2 separate regions of the Mus musculus genome follow, and region 1 is linked to region 2. A link is a contact called in public HiChIP or PLAC-seq data. All regions are on one chromosome and are shown on one strand. Each heading gives the region's core, a stretch centred on a gene start, on an enhancer-like site or on the middle of the called end of the contact. The rest is flanking DNA. Distances are from core to core; before and after follow the strand shown. Region 1 overlaps Myo16 (myosin XVI). Region 2 holds the start of Tnfsf13b (tumor necrosis factor (ligand) superfamily, member 13b).

Region 1 (4,749 bases), core at 1,779-4,278, 410 kb before region 2:
ATATACACACATATGCACATATACACATGCCAGAGAAACACAGAAGCACACATGCATACATATATACATACATATATATGTTCACCTACACACATACATATACATACGCACATACACACATGCACACATGAAAACACCTGCACACACACATATACTTATATATAAACACACAAATGAACACATATAGTCAAACATAGACACACATAACATACATATATACTCTCACACAACACAGTCACACGTTAAAAACATACATACACACACAAGCTGTGAACATGACCCTGTGAAATCTCAGTGGGACCACCCAGTAGCCCTGCCCTTGCCCTTTTTCATTACCCAAATCTAAAACTCCCATCTATCTATCCAGTCACAGTGACCAGCTGAGCAAACCGAAGTCCACTCAATGGTCTCTATCTATGCCCATCTCACATCCCATAATTTACAGGCAGTAAAATAGATCTATGCTTATAATAAGTAAGTAGGGTTTGGGAGGATGGGGACAGAAGGCGGCAGGAGCTTCCTGTTCAGAGGTAAGGTGTGTCTTACTAATGTTCCCCCAGCCAGTGCTCTGCGGGGGTCCTGGAGGTGCTAGGTGTCTGGAACACAGTGAGAAAGCTGGACCCTACTCTGCTCAGACCCGCGCACTGTGATGCTGCAGCAGACCCTGCTTTGCTGTTAAAGCAAAGCTCATTCCGAAATCCACATTTTAAAAAAGCAAAAGTAGTGTTTTCATCCCTGGTAGACCTGGGGCAACATCTTCTAATCAAAAAACAATTTAGTCCTGAATAAAATCTCATGTGTCTTCCTTGACAGATGCATAATGGTTCAAACTGCCGGGGTCTCATCTCAGCTTCGAACATCGATGGTGAGCAAGGTTGGGCCAGGTCTGGGTTTTCACCACCACATAAGTCATAAATAAACGTCTGGTTCTCAGAGCGTTTTGGGTTTGGGAATAATGAGTAAGTCATTAAGGCCAGATCCCCACGTCTCCAAACTCACAAGCTAATGCATGCCAAGCCCGGATTAGTGTTGAGCTGTGTTCTGACCCAAGAATGACTTTCTCTTTCCATGACTGAAGTGCACGAGCCCACTAGGAGTCGGCAGGCTGATCCGTCTCACTTAGTAACGTGTGAACTTCAGTACAACTTCCCACAACTGAAGCCACCACCAGTCAGGCAGTGGAGGGGCCTGGAGGGCGGTCAACCATCCTCTCCCTCAGAGACTGGGGCTTGGTCTTTGTGGCCATGCATAAAACATGGTTTGATAAAATCAAACGATACAGTGTCTGCCCTACCTCCCAACAGCTTGCTCTTATCCAATGCTCTGTTCTAAGCACCCTCAGTGTTTACTCTATTTTTATGTAGAAGTGCTTCAAGTAACCATGATAAAATTACAAGGAAGCACACACCCACCCTGGATCATGTGACCTTTAACCTTTCCAATCAAATGTGATTTCCCCCCACTAGAAATCTCACGAGAAATTCCATTTATGCTAAAATATATGTCTAACCCTCTTGTGTAATCCTTCTGACCCCTAGCTTATTGTGTGACTTCACCCTTAAATTTGAACAGTGTTTAACTGTCCAAAGCGTGGTGAGGGGAGGGGAATTAAGAAATGGTCAAGCACACAGTTGAAATGAGGTGGGATCACTACCGACTTGAATACTGTGCAGATTCTGACCCAAACCACCAAGGATGGGACAGCCAGGCATGTTCACATTAGCTTGGCACGTGCCAGCTGCTGACCTGGCTGGCCGCTGCAGCCCCTGGTCAGCTCATCCTCACCATGGTGACATCAAAGGTGACTCTCTACTGTTACTGAGAATCAACAGAGCCCTGTAGGAAGCCATCCTCGAAGCACCCAGTGTCAACAACAAAGCAAGAGATGCCTCCGTGCATAAAGAGTTCACGAGTTTAAAGCTCATGCAGAAATCTCGCTGATTTAAGACACGGTCACGTGATCCATGCAAATGCACTGGTTCAAAAGTCCTATATATAGCTGCCTATTGATGCTGAGGGTGGAGTGACTCACAAAGTCTTGCGATACCACCTCAAAAATATTATTCAAGCAAAAAGCTACACAATATAACTTGTCTGGAAACTTAGTTTTGAATAAAATTGCGTAAGTCTTCCTAGACAGATGCCCAATGGTTCAAGCTGCCAGGGTCGGCATCTCAGCTTAGAACACGGGGCAAGCATGGGCCAGGTCTGGGTTTTCACCACTCCTTAAGTCATAAGACTTATAAACACAGGTTTACAAGACCCCTCTGCAGTTTTCACACACAGGTCTTATAAACCATCAGATTTTCCCTTGCTTAAAACCGTGTGCCTGAACAAATGCTGGTATGTCATGGAGTCATGGAGAGTCACCTTTAAATGACCCTGAAGTTTTTCTTTACCTTGAAAAAAAAAGTCTGAAATGTCTTCAGATTCACCCCAGCCCTGCAGTTAACGACTCAGCAGAGAACACACTTTCCTGGGAGTTAATTGCTCAGCTCTCCTGTGACAGGTGCTAGCAGCCATCACAAGTTCAAACCACGGTGAGGTGACTCAGCTCTCTGAGCGCAGGTGAGAAGCAGGTCACCTGCTCACAGTCAAATGACTGCTTTCCAGCACAGTTCGAAGCCTGACCTCTGCTGAAGAACATTAGGGTGCCGTCCCACAATCCTCTCCATCATCAGTCAGCCAGGACGGGGATTAAGAGTCTCTTCTTCGGGTTTAAAAGCCTAAGTTTTCTAGAGGCTAAACCCAGCAGGGAGATCATTTAAAGTGAGCAGCAATGACAGCATACGCTGCTTTCATTAAATGTCGATTTGCAGGAATATAAATTATATTTATCTCCCACATATGACACTGTGTGCACAAAAAATGAAATGTTATTTACGTAAGAAATGTGGGGCAAGGAAAAGAAAAACACGGGAAAAAAAGTGTAAGCAAAAAGAATGAAAGTTTGGTTTGGCATTGGTTGGCTGGGCTGGTTTGTGTCCCTTTGAGGTGTGGGGAGAGCGCCCTCTTGTGGGATTCTCAGGGCATGCATTCTGCCTAGTCAGAGCTTGATAAAGGCTAGAGGTGCTTTGGTAAATGCTGTTTTCATGAACTGGAGGGATGGGTGCCCACCCCTGCCCTGAGCAAGCTCTGCAGTTAGGCAGAGGTGCTGTGCTCTAGCGAGCCTTCCTGTGCTGTAAGCAGAGATGTGTGTATAGGTGGACTTTAGTACTGATGTAGGGTCTATCTGTATCTGTGTGGGATTTAGAATACCTTATAGCATGCACATAGCTGAAGTTAAAGATGCATCTGCTGCACGGATTCTAAAACCACAGGCAGAGACAGTGCTCGTCCTTTAGAATAACGGTCACAGAAGGCATACTAAGTGCAAGGGCCCTGCAGTCCCTGGACTGCTGCACATGCCTCTTAGTGCTTCACGTAGATAACGAGCTGTTGTGTGTGAGACAGGCTGCAGGCTGTGGTGGTTTGCACACTAGTAAGACACAGCCTACTTCATCAACATCATACTTGGCTAGTGTGTGTGTGAGAGGGGGGGAGCAAGCAGAGAAGGAGAAGGGGACTGTGTAAATTCAGATGAGGTTTGTTTAAGACAGGGATCAGCAGGTTTGTGCAGAATATGGGGTAAGCAGATACATCCTGCAGCACACAGGGGCTCCTGTCCTCATATGAATAGCACCCACTAGCTATTCATAATGCACGCTAATAAGACACTTGCTTTGTTGCAGGGCACCGAACTCTTTGTGACTCCTGACTGTCCCTGCTGGGGCTCCTCACAGAGACACCACAGGTTCATGGCTTTGTATCAGTTTAGGGCCCTGCAACATCTCTTCCAAGAGAGACAAGCATCTGATGTAGCCTGTGCGTGAAGTCACCGTTATGCTTCCTACACACTCTGATCACATGCAATGGCCCCTTGCTGTATCTTAACACCACACTTTCCATTGAAGCCCTGGGACAGCTCTCAGTTGACCAGGATGCTGCCCCCAAGTGCATGTGAGGACTCAATAGGTGTCTGTATGTCAGGAGCCATCTGAGGTATCCCTCTCTCATCTCAGAGTCATCAGCTACCACGCGGCTCCCTGACCTGGTTATGTATCACGGAATCACGCCGGTGACCACACACTCGTTTATCACAGGCTTCCCCACAGGAATACAACAGACTAAGCCAGAGAATTTAGCATAGTGAAGTAGAGATGAGCTGGAGACCCCACGTCCCAGCAGCCTCTGCTCTGGGTACCATTCACTCCTTATAACTTCTAATTCTCATCCAAACACAAATCTGGTACAGTGCCATGTGGGGTCTGGCTGGCTTCTGGTAGGAGAGAGTATGTAGAACCAGTGTTCCTCAGGAGACCACCTTTGTGACTTCACGTGTCACCAATGACTGCATTTCCCCAAAGCTTTGACCTCCCATGAAGAACAACCACCCTTGATTTAGCACTGAGAGTCCTCTCTTTCTTGTGTAAACCCAGTGACTATTAGCTACCCGCACCATGGCCCGACACATTACAAGATGACAGCAGATCAGACAGTGTTTCCCAAACAGCATCCGCATGCTTACAGAATGCTAGGATTTTGTCCTCCCATCTGAGACACAGTAAGACAGTCCAGCATATTAATAGATAGCTCAGCCCTGACAGTGGCCAACAGCCTTCCTTGGGCATATGAAGACAATTTGAAGCTGAGAATTGTGCTTCCAATGTTCAGGAAACTGTTATAAAGCCTTTGATCACTCACCGGTGT
Region 2 (4,772 bases), core at 1,945-4,444:
TATCTGAAACTTTCTCATCTTGGGTTTATGAGTATTAGGGAAATATATGTAAAGAAAAAAACAAAATACATATATCATACATTGACAGTACATTGTTCTTTAAATTTTACAAATTATTAATTATTTTCCCTCTCCCAGTTGCATCAGTCTGAAATATTTGGATGCATAAATTCACAAATCTATAAAATATACAAATGGGAAAATTTTAAAAATTATATCATTACAGGATATTTAACCCTAGTATTCCTCTCTCTTTCTCTTTCTTTCTGTTTCTGTCTCTCTTTGTCTCTTTTCCTTCTTTTTCTTCCTATGTAGCCCTGTTGGTCCAGAACTTTCTATATAGATCAGGCTGAAATCTTTAATTCCATCTACCTCCAACGTTCTAGAATTAACGACATACATTATAATTCTCTGCTCTTCTTTACTCTTAAAGCTCTTAAAATGAGTCTATGTTCTCTTTAGAATGGCGAAGTTGTGGTTTCTTTTTGAAACCAGTCCTTAGAAGCCTGGAAGTGTAGCAGACATGACTTAAGACCTCTGTGGCATCTCGCCTGACTATTAGGTATTGATGTCCACTAAAATGTAAAACTACTTAGACCATCCGAAGCAGCTGGGCAGAGAAATAGGCCAGTGATAGCACATAAATCCAGTCCTGCATAAAGGACTGACTCCACAAGCTCACCAGCACAGAATTATGGAAAATAGTTGCATTCTTTTGTTTGAGACAACAGCCTGAAGGGGGATGGAGAAAGGAGGAAGTCATACAAGTGTGAGAGGCTTTACCACAACAAAAGACACAGGGATTAATAGGTTAGGAGCAAAGGAAGGCTTGGTCAGAACAAGAGACAAGTAAAGGGGATTGCAGCTTGGTAATTAGAAAGCCAGGGAGGGGCAAATGTGCTTTAACTTGATAAACCAGAGGAAACAGAAATCCCTTTAAGAGACAGACAATCACAACGGCTCTGTATAGGTTTGAAGAAAATACAAGGTGAAGCGCAAGTAATTACATCAATGTCAAATTGTTAAAATAAATAAATAAAAAGGATAGATAACTAACCAATTAATTTAAAAATACAAAATTGAAAATAAGATAAAAACATGTGAACAGTATTTATAATTAGTGGATGGGGTTCACACTCAAACTTGAGGAGCTATCTGATGCTACATAAGTATGGAAATGAAGGTACAACGATGAAATTCTAATGAGCATATAGAAACCTGTCACCCCAAAGAGTTCACAATAAGAAACTTGAATAATAATCTATGGTTCTATTGAATGCATAATTCCTCAGACACAAGAGATACACACAAGAAAAATTGTGTATCCTGTATCAGTCACAGTAATAATAAAATCATTATTTAAAGCACAAGCAGCAAATTAGACAAAGGGAATTACTAAGAAATCAGTGAGATATTTATTGTAAAATAAGAAATAAAATACAGCAGAGTGTACTGCTTGTACCATTATGTGCGCTGTGATTATGCACTGTTATTACACACACCGTGACATACAGGGCACTTATTACATGCTCTGTAATTATGTGCTATTATTCCATCCATTGTGGTATATGTACTGTTACTACATATGCACCATGGCATATGTTCTATTATTGTGTACAGTGCACTATACATGCTGTAATTATTTCAGCAAAAAGGTTAGAAGGTAGCTAACACTACATACAGTAAATTTCAGATTTGCACAAAAATTTTGGTACTGCGGTGCATGTAATATTTTCATACTCTTTTGGCATGTAACTTAGAGAGTCAAGAATTTTTGTTGTTTATATAGCTTTTAAGCTGTTTTTCACTCAGACTATCAGGTAAAAATTTTTTTATAAGAATAAAAAGGCAGTCAACATCAGGAGTGTGCTGAATTGTATTGTTAACAAACAAGTATTGCTTCTTTTTTTCCTCATGAAGCAAGAAGAAAAGTCCATTTCAGTAACTCCCAACTCTGCAAAACGCTGGGGAATGGACAACAACCACTGAAGCCACACCAGACTGATTACACGGAAATTATGTTGCATATGGAAAGGGTGCATTACAGTCTTTGCCATTTCTGTGTGTTTTGCAACTGCCCCCACAATGTGTGTGTGTGCGCGCGCGTGTGTTTAAAAAAAAAATTAGTAAAACCTCATAATGCAGGGTTTGTCCACATCTGAACTTGGCCAGAACATGGGAAATCTGAAAATGCTAGGGAATGGCTTCTTGTCTGGGATGCAGGCGGTCACGTGACTGCGGTGACAGGAAGAGCTCTGCGGCTAAGTCCTTGAGCACACATCAGTGCGAGAGATCCGTGCACCCTAGTCGTCTTGTCACCTCCCACAGGGATCCTCCTATCCATACACCCTGCTCAGTGTAGGGCAAGGCACGCCACGCAGCTTATTGCAATTGCTACAAAGCTACACAAAGTGCTTCGTTCACCGCGGCCGGGCGGCTTGCAGGTGTGCACAGCACAGCCCCAGCTCTTAACTGCTGTGCCCCAGCCGTACCTGTTTCCTCTGGTCCCTGGAAAGCGCGTCTGTTCCTGTGGCCGCGGCTGGAGTTGTGGGGTCGAGGAGCTGCCGGTGTCAGGAGCTAGGAAAAGAGACAACCAGTCCGTTACTGGACAGCTGTGGAGTGGCATACCTGGGGCTCCTGCACAGGCAGAGGAGGGGTGAACTCACTTTGACTCCAGCGGTCAACTCTGGAGCACCCGCGGCGGCTGGTGTTGCTGAACCTCGGTAGCTCTGCAGCTCCATGCGCAGGTTCATCAGGTCTGCTTGCAAGGCAGCCAACTGGTACAAGGACATCGCTGTGAAACTGCTGGACAACAGGGCCAGCAGGAGGGTAGCAGCCAGCAGCCTTCCATCCCTGCAGATCCCAAACCAGGCACCCTCCTCCTTCTGCGGAGTGATGGGATCATATCCCACTTTCATATCTTCTCCTTTCTCGGAGCAAAAACAGAGGCACGGTGGTGGCAGGGTCTTTGCAGACTCATCCATTCCACGAGGAGCACTTTGAAGGTCTAGGCCTTTGGAGTAAGTGACCACAGGGGTGGGTCATTTCCTGTCATCTGTGTCCTGGGAGACTGCCCTCAGAGCATGGCAGGGCTGGGTTCCCCCAGGAGCGCTCTCCTGACTTTCTTCTGCATCTTTTGCTACCCTGAAGTAGGTTCTCTGGCTCTGGCCTTCCATGGATTGCTCAATCTGCCTTCCGCATTTCACTTTCAGTTTTTGTAAGATGTTTCATTCTATCTCAATACAGTCCTGTTTGTGGGAGATGCGAGGCCTCTGACACGGCGGCTGGGGGGGGGGGCAGCTTGGGGTTCAGACTGACTCACTCCAGACAAGCTTATCGAAGGTGCTTTCCCTTCAGTGTGCTCTTAAGAACTGTCTACTTGGAGCCACATGGCTTCTAAGGAAGGGGAAAGGGGACACTGAAGGCCTAGTGGTGTAATAAACGATAATTAATGTACAAGTCAGATAAGCTCAGTGCTTGAGTCTGAACTGCATTTGGCTGCCGGACAAGGAAGCCAACAGCTCCCCAGTGGAAGATGAAATGGAGCGCCATAAAGCTGAGTGACTGAACTCCATCTGAACTCTGCTCTCGTCTTGGTGGGGCAACGAAGAGAACATGCTACAGCTCTATTTAAGGCCACACCGGGGGTGGGGGTGGGTGGGGGTGGGGTGGGGGAGCTTTAAATGTGGGGTGGATTACAGGGAAGCATGGCAGAGACTCAGTCCCCACCCCCACCCCGCTAGGAGCTGACACACAGTCTCCACATTGATGGCACTCGTTTCACAGGTATGGACACAGGATGTCCTCAGTCTGTGCCTGGGCTTGGTGACATGAAGGCACTGCTCCATTCATTTTAGTCTTTCCTGGTCTGGAAGGCTGGCTGGGAGCCTGGTACCTCAACATCCGTTTATCTTCAGTCAGCACAGGCCATTGAACACTTAGCCGAGACTCCATTTGTCTAAACCTCGGGCTGCTGAGCAGTGGTTTTGCCTCATGCTGCCTTCCCTCAGAAGCTTAGGAAGAAAATCTCAGAAACAAGGACACACAGCAGCAAGGATTCCAGAGGGAGGCTTCCCCACCACCCATCCAGCTTCTGCCCCTGGCCCTCCCTCATGAGACTTAATGGTAGGATTAGAATTCCACCACATGATAAGCTGAGACAGGAGGATTGTGGGTTCAGGGTTAGCCTGGGCTCCAGAGCAAAACCCGGCTTCAAAATCAAGCACATATCTCAGGTATGTGTTATTACCAAATCACATACAGAAATTAAATGACTCGAAGAAGTGCAAGACCAAAGGACGGCACCTTCTTCCTGTTCTGTATAATTATCCAGAGGGAATTATCTAGCTGGGCTATAAGATGCCCTTTGCCTTCTCTGCTCTATAAGGCAAAGAACTTCATGGCCAAACTCCTCAACTTAAAGCCCAGACCAATCTGAGTCCAGGTCATTTTAGAATAAGTGTCCAGTGTTGGTTCAGGTAGTGGTTGTCACTGTGCATCAATGGCCACTGCTTCTTCCAAAAAAGTTTGTCAAGAAGCCTCCTTCTGGCTAGCAGGCACCACTGTACAACGCCCACAGAGTTCACACAAAAACAGCTCCTTTACAGTGAGGGCTCTTAGATTTCTTAGGAAATGAACGTTATCTCTCCCTAACTCAAAGGTTTGCTTCCTGCAGAGGAAATGGTTTGATGATCTAATCTGAGATTTACTCGATGGTGAGTGCACTCTTTATTGCTTGACCACCGCACAGCACTGGTGTACTCACTGCCCTT

What was found. HiChIP or PLAC-seq counts read pairs in DNA pulled down with a chosen protein or histone mark.
Region 1: an H3K4me3 HiChIP or PLAC-seq map of embryonic midbrain shows a contact between it and region 2, with 6 times the contacts expected there. The contact joins the enhancer-like site here to the promoter of Tnfsf13b in region 2. A contact is called at or near these places in 4 of 39 promoter capture datasets (cranial neural crest, embryonic stem cells, frontonasal cranial neural crest and 1 more), 2 of 484 Hi-C or Micro-C datasets (embryonic stem cells and uterus), 3 of 115 datasets of contacts at active chromatin or transcription factors (embryonic basal ganglia, embryonic midbrain and stem cell-derived neural progenitor cells) and 3 of 9 other capture datasets (adipose tissue, liver and macrophages).

Annotation. Positions count from the first base shown.
Region 1 is chr8:10,413,285-10,418,033 of GRCm38.p6, reverse strand. It overlaps Myo16 (myosin XVI), which reads right to left. Exons shown (of 35, transcript NM_001319151.1): 16 at 4,744-4,749. It overlaps Gm51561 (a long non-coding RNA gene), which reads left to right. Exons shown (of 3, transcript XR_003947504.1): 2 at 814-865; 3 at 3,732-4,745. Among named protein-coding and RNA genes, the nearest start is that of Gm51561, 15 kb to the left of the region's middle. Within about 2 kb of position 3,028, at least 15 of the 459 cell types and tissues checked have an H3K27ac peak or open chromatin away from gene starts, as enhancers often do.
Region 2 is chr8:10,005,055-10,009,826 of GRCm38.p6, reverse strand. It overlaps Tnfsf13b (tumor necrosis factor (ligand) superfamily, member 13b), which reads right to left and starts at 3,194. Exons shown (of 7, transcript NM_033622.2): 1 at 2,667-3,194; 2 at 2,493-2,577. The coding sequence starts at 2,984.